2 separate regions of the Mus musculus genome follow, and region 1 is linked to region 2. The links are chromatin contacts, called in public HiChIP or PLAC-seq maps. All regions are on one chromosome and are shown on one strand. The core of a region is the stretch at or near the end of the contact, and the rest is flanking DNA. Distances in the headings are between cores, read along the strand shown. Region 1 has its middle 22 kb from the start of 5430435K18Rik. Region 2 overlaps Stard13 (StAR-related lipid transfer (START) domain containing 13).

The links. HiChIP or PLAC-seq counts read pairs in DNA pulled down with a chosen protein or histone mark.
Region 1: an HNF4G HiChIP or PLAC-seq map of pancreatic cancer cells shows a contact between it and region 2. The contact joins two enhancer-like sites. A contact is called at or near these places in 1 of 484 Hi-C or Micro-C datasets (the AML12 cell line), 1 of 115 datasets of contacts at active chromatin or transcription factors (pancreatic cancer cells) and 1 of 9 other capture datasets (embryonic stem cells).

What each region holds. Positions count from the first base shown.
Region 1 is chr5:151,273,047-151,276,196 of GRCm38.p6, forward strand. It overlaps a transcript of Stard13 not described here. Among named protein-coding and RNA genes, the nearest start is that of 5430435K18Rik, 22 kb to the left of the region's middle. Within about 2 kb of position 1,410, at least 17 of the 459 cell types and tissues checked have an H3K27ac peak or open chromatin away from gene starts, as enhancers often do. A contact at or near this core is called in pancreatic cancer cells, where this site is marked.
Region 2 is chr5:151,140,786-151,143,878 of GRCm38.p6, forward strand. The region is part of intron 1 of Stard13 (StAR-related lipid transfer (START) domain containing 13); the gene reads right to left. Among named protein-coding and RNA genes, the nearest start is that of Stard13, 48 kb to the right of the region's middle. Within about 2 kb of position 1,721, at least 151 of the 459 cell types and tissues checked have an H3K27ac peak or open chromatin away from gene starts, as enhancers often do. A contact at or near this core is called in pancreatic cancer cells, where this site is marked.

The DNA of each region.
Region 1 (3,150 bases), core at 160-2,659, 130 kb after region 2:
AGATGGCACAGCAGCTAAGAGCACAAACTGCTCTAGCAGAGGACCTTGGTCCCCAGGAGCCATGAAGGAATGCTCACAACTGCCTGTAACTCCAGATCCGGATGCTACATACCTGGACCCTATGGATACTTGCACATATATGTATATACATCCACATCCCCTTAGACATATACATATAGTTAAAATAAATCCTAAGGAGTTTAAAAATAAAAATGTAGGCAGATTTTTCTAAATAAGGATATGTAGTTTGTATGTGTGTATACATGTGTATGTCTGTGTCTGTGTATGCATGTGTAGACTTCAGAATGATTGTTTGGAAATTATGATATTTCAAATGAATAATTTTTAGGATAATTCTGGCAGAAACCAGGGGCTTAGGGAATGCTTGGCAAATAATTGTGTATGTGGTGCTGAAAACTTTCAGATCATGGATGTGCATGCTAATATTAAAAATACTTCAACACAATATACTTTATCTTTGATTAACTTGTAGATGCCATGGCACTTTTTCTGAAAAGAAAGGTAATAAGCTAGAAATAAATATTTTATGCTTCATCGTGCCACTAATGAGATAGAACACAGACATGAATTCTAGAATGTGTCCCAATGTGGCTTCGTCTCACAGCGCCACTGCTGTGTGAGGAGCCTAAGGTTACACTTCCTCAGTAATATACAGTTCATTGGATACCAAGCCGTAAAAGCCACACCTATTATTATTCATTTTACATCTTTATAAAGCTAAGACGCACCAAGCTTCTACTTGCTGTATGGATAAAAGAATCAATGTTGGACTCACTCAAAGTTCTTTTTGTTTGTTTGTTTAATGTAGTGTCTTTCTGTAAGTGCTATTAGTAGGACTGACCAGTGCAAGTTCCCCTCGAGTCCTCTCAAGGCATGCCCAAACCTCCATCTTTAAGAGTGAAATAACTGGTGCAAACAATGCTCAGCAGCTCTCAGAAGAGGCTGAAATAGAGGTAAGGATACAGCGCATCACAGGTACTGGGGAAGGCATCTCATTGCTGCACTTCCCAGAAGACAGATGAAGAAAGTGAGGAACCACAGAGCATGCTGTTGTAAGTAGCAAACTCAAAGAGGGCGAAAAACAGGACAAACAAGTCAACGAGGCATCAGGAAAAGAAAGGAAGGTTGCGGGATGTTTGTTTAGTGGTGTGACTCTTTCTCCAGGCTCAGTGTCCTTTAAAGTCTTTTTCTCTGAAAACAAGAGACCAAAAAAGGTGCTCTCCAACAAACAGAATGGATCAAAGTAAAGGTCTCCTTTGCTACGTATGGGGCAGAGTGAGGGACGGAGCAATGTTTTGGGACGGGAGTGTGTTTAGAATGCATGGGTGGTAACTTGGAATCAGCAGTGTTCCGAAGAGAGAATCTCAGATATGCCCCTTAACCTGCAGGCATGACTAAGAATGAGTCACAGTAGCTGAGGGCTGTGACAAGGGGCTGTCACCGGGCCATTTTCAAGCTGAGTTTGCAAACGTCCTCCAGGAAGTGCTGACAACAGACAACAACAACCAAGCAGACCCCTGTACACAATCTTTAAGAATGAGTATCCCTATGGGCATGTAGGAGAGGTGCTGCTTTGGGTGAGTTATGGTGTTTATTTCCTTCTGTGATTCTTATGGTGACCACTCATCTGTACAGGGAGGCATGTGGCCTGCCATGAGGAAGATGGGGCTGCGAGAGCTTGCTGGAGCAAGTTCAGCTTGCTTCCCACTCCCCTCTCCTCTGCCTGACTCCAATGTGTATACATACACACACACACACACACACACACACACACAGAGAGAGAGAGAGAGAGAGAGAGATGTACACACACACACACACACACACACACACACACCTTTCTGGATGAGCCAAGGAACTTTCATCGTATGAATACTGCACAGAATACTGGAGAAGTCTAAGGCCAAAGGACAGGATGCCAAGATCTCTGCTCTAAAAATCAAAGGGTCTGTACTGTCTCTCTTGAAAACTAGTAGATACTTCTGATTCCTATGTCAACACAAGTGTGGCTTCTCCATTACTCAAATATTCCAATCACAAACATGATACGGAACAGATCAGAAACAAGCTTGTTTTTCTCTTCAAATCTTGCATTGTCTGTGACTCAGAAAACATTAATATCGATATCAGATGCTGGGCACTGCCATACAAGGAATTATGCTTCCTCATGTCAGACTCACGGGGTGTATGGGGGGCTGCATGCATGCTACCTGCACACATGAGAAAGTCTGAGTAGGCCCACAGTCTTCAATTCTGTGGTGTGTGTGTGTGTGTGTGTGTGTGTGTGTGTGTGTATGCAAATATTACAAGTGCAAGTGGCTTCAGAGGGCAGAAGTCTCTACAAGATTCCCCTGGAGATGGAGTTACAAGCAGCTGTGAGCCACCTGATGTAGGTGCTGGGAATTGAACATGGGTCCTCTGTAAGAGTAGTAGACACAGTACACTGCATTGTTAATCTCTCTCTCCAGCCCAACCTAGAACAATGTTCTACTGAAAAAAAAATGTTCTAGATCCAAAAGTTATTTTCCTAGTTAAGAGGCACAAATCTTTTTATTTATTTATTTATTTATTTATTTATTTATTTATTTATTTATTTTAGAGAGAGAGTGTTTTCAAAACATAGGGCAGTACTTTCTTTAGAGCTCTGCTCAAATGTTTTCTTAGTCAGGAGGCCTTTTCTGGCTACCTCCAGACCCTCAGCCACAGTCTCTTTCTCCCTTTATTCTTAGTATCTTAATTACAGCTATTCCATGGCTAATCCTGATTGTCTATGTGACACTCCCAGGAAGAGGGAACCTTAGCTGAAGAACTGTCTCCATCAGTGTGTCCTGTGAGCATGTCTGTGGAGCATCTCCTATTCTTCTTAACTTTTTATTGATTAGTTGTGAGTTTCACATCATGCACTCTTTGCCCCCCCCCCATCTGTCCTTCACCCTGGCAACCTCCACTCCCCACCCAATTAAAAAACATACACACAAAGAAACAGACTAAAACACAGCACAGAAAACATCTCACCGTAGGTGCTGGAGTGTGTCAGTGTGTCCCACAGTCCCTTCTGTCCATATATCTTTACTTGTGAATATTCATTCCAATGAGTCATTGGTCTGGTTCAAGGTCTAGCTTCTGTGACAC
Region 2 (3,093 bases), core at 471-2,970:
GTGAAAAAGATGAGATGCAACACCTTACCCTGACCGTTTACCAAGGATAAGCACCCCATGGGATAGCAGTCAACTTCAAAGAAACCTTCACTAAATGCCCGGGTACAGAGGACATTGCAAACATCATCACTTGTCAGAATATAGCCTAATGGGCCACATGAAGTCCAAGACCCATCCTCAGAAAGAAACAGGCTCTTTATAAACTAACTTTATCATACAGTGAATAGGCAGCAGTGGTGCAGAATCCACTACTCTGTGTGTGTGTTAGAATTGCCAGAGAGAGAGAGAGAGAGAGAGAGAGAGAGAGAGAGAGAAGGAAAAAAGAAAAAAAAAAGAAAGAAAAAAGAACATTTGATTTGGATGGGTAAGGATATGAAGGATTTTGCTGGGTGGGTTAAGTGGTGCAAGGGTGGAGTTACTCAAGCAAAGGAAACATAAAAGCGAGGCACAGAAGCATGAAGAGGCAAGGGAGCCCTCATGGAAAATCACTGTATGTGGGGTGGGGGGTGGGGGTGGGGAGTGGGATTCAGGCGTCGGGGAAGGGTGGGGTTCTCTCTGCATAATGATTCTTCACATATTTCTTGACAAGGACTTGTGATTTTTTTTTTTTTTTTTTTTTTTTTTTTGCTTAGTTCAGGTGAAGCATTCAGACTACGAATCTATTAAAATAGCAGGTATTTCAAAGACCTCACCAACCTTGGGCAAAATGAATTCACAATGCAGTTGACTTGAAATGATAAGGTGATGTTACAATTAAATTGCTTTGATGAAATAAGACTCTTTATTGTTCTGTATGGCTGCTCTAGCGAAAGTATTTGGTAAAGTTATAACTGCATGAGGAGAAGGTGAAGGCTCAGAGGGAAGAGGCATTTGTTTCCAGGACTGGAAACTGTTAGGTTTCAAACCCTAGACAAATGGCAGAGGGGCCTACTTAACATATCAAAGGAGAGGCTTCCAGGTTCTCCCAGATAAGGGGCCATCCTGGCTGGCTGGTGTGCTCCATCCCCTGCCCTGAATTCTCCAGCCCATTGGGCTGGGCTGCCCTTCCTCCAGCTTCCCTTCGCTATATAATCTAACCATTTTGGTTACCTAGTCTCTTTTTGTACCTTTGGGCCTCCTGGCTGCTGGTTCCCCTCTCTCTCCTCTCTCTCTTCCCTTCCCCCCTCTCCTCGAATGGCTCAGGGTTATGTCTACTTTGGACCCTCCCAGATGTTCCCACCTTCTTCCATGTCAACAATGAACCATCTCCTCCACCATGCCTCACTGGAATCAGGCACATTCCTTTCCCTTTTTATTCTTTCAGAACCCACATGAGATGAACAGGGAGGAGGAGAGTTCGGACTCCTGCAAGCTACCCTCTGCCCTTCACATGCTACACTCTGTGGCACGAAGGCCCCAAAACCCATAGGCACACAAATAAAAGCCAAAATAAATATAGAGCCGGCAGAAGTTGACCACTAGGTAGTGATCTGCCAAAGGCAAACACGAATTTGATTCCGGTCACTCTTCTTCCCTTTGCCTTTAACACAAATGCAATGACTTATCCTTAATTGAAATACCAACAAAGAATGTTATTTCTGCGATTGCCTAATTCCACACCAAGGTCCAATGCATTTGAATGTGAGATTTCAACAGTTCTGCTGCATGTCCACTAGAGGCCTGTGAAGAGCTTCCCCCCCAACCCCGAGTCTCATAACCAAACCGGCCTAAACAGAAACAAATGAGAAATCTTGAGTCAATACTGATAAGAGTCAGATCAAATTTACATGTCTCCTCATGGTCAAGGTCATACACAGGAATAAAACAAACAAGATTCAGTACTCTTTCCAAACTGCATAGTACTTAGTTATAAACATTACAAAACAAGGGAAGAAAAAAAAAAGGCAGTGTTAAAAGCTAAGTTTCGAAAGGTTCAGCCACAATTCCAGAAGGCTGGCAGGCTCTGGCAAACTTTGCCTAAGCAGACGCTGGAATAGAAATTGCTTGCCTAATGAGCTTCCCGGTCCTCCAGTGCATTTTGAATTCAAAAGACATACAAGAGACAGGGCCCTGGGCCTGCGGGAAAGTAAACAGAATAGCAATCTAAGACAGATGGTCTGGAAAGGGACTTCTTAAATAGCGACAACAGGGCAGTAAACAGAGGTCAGTGAGCTACAGCCCAGGAGTGCCAAGAAGACATGGACTGAATGGTCCCTGAGGTGAAGGACAATCAATTGCAGGAGGGGACTGAGTGACCTAGACGAGGTGCTTACCATGTCTGCCAGGCGAGCACAGCTTGCTGGGCTGTGCATATGGGGGAAATTACTAGAAGAAATGAGGTGTCCTGTGACAGTCTGCAGGCAGCCTTGCTACCAGCTCCCCAAATAGGGCCTTCTCAGTGCCTCCTCGGACAAACAAGACAAAAACATCCTAAGCACCCCGTGCACAGGAGTCTCTTTGCAGAAGTGGCCTGCTTTCCACTAGGCTCAGTTAATTAGCAGGAGAGTCGGACAGAGTGGAAAGAAAGAGCCTTTTGTTTGGAGAACCTGTGAAAATATCCCCTCAGAAGCCTGTAACTTTCCCTACAGATTACCCTGGCCCTGAGGACAAGCCCCGGTGCCAGAAGGCACTGCTGTCCCCTCCACACAGCCCACATTCAAAAGGCAGTTAGTTCTCTTTGTTGTCCCCAGGGAGTCAAGCCTTAATGGGTTTACAATGTGGCAGGCTCTTTTGGAGAGTGTCTGCTGCCAGAATCAGGGCAGAGAGAACCCCAGTGAGTGCCTCAGATGTTGAGGTGACCCTGCCTGCACTCTAAGGGAAGCAGCACTCACCCCAGGCCTTGAGAACCCCTGCAAGAGCACCCTGAGAGGTCATGGGATCTGAAAGTGAATCTGCCATTATTGCGAGCAGATGGCCGAAGACCTGGAGACTTCACTCTTCAGACAGGACTGTGAGCATCAGTGTCCCCAGATCAATCCCAGGTGAGAAGAGTCACTGCTGTTGTGACATCACCCTGTGTTTCCAGTTAATCTTGCTGTCAAAGAGTGACCCCTCTTTCTCAAACCTCTCAATGTAGGCAGAGAATAGCCTGGGCACGTTCTTCTCACCTTGACT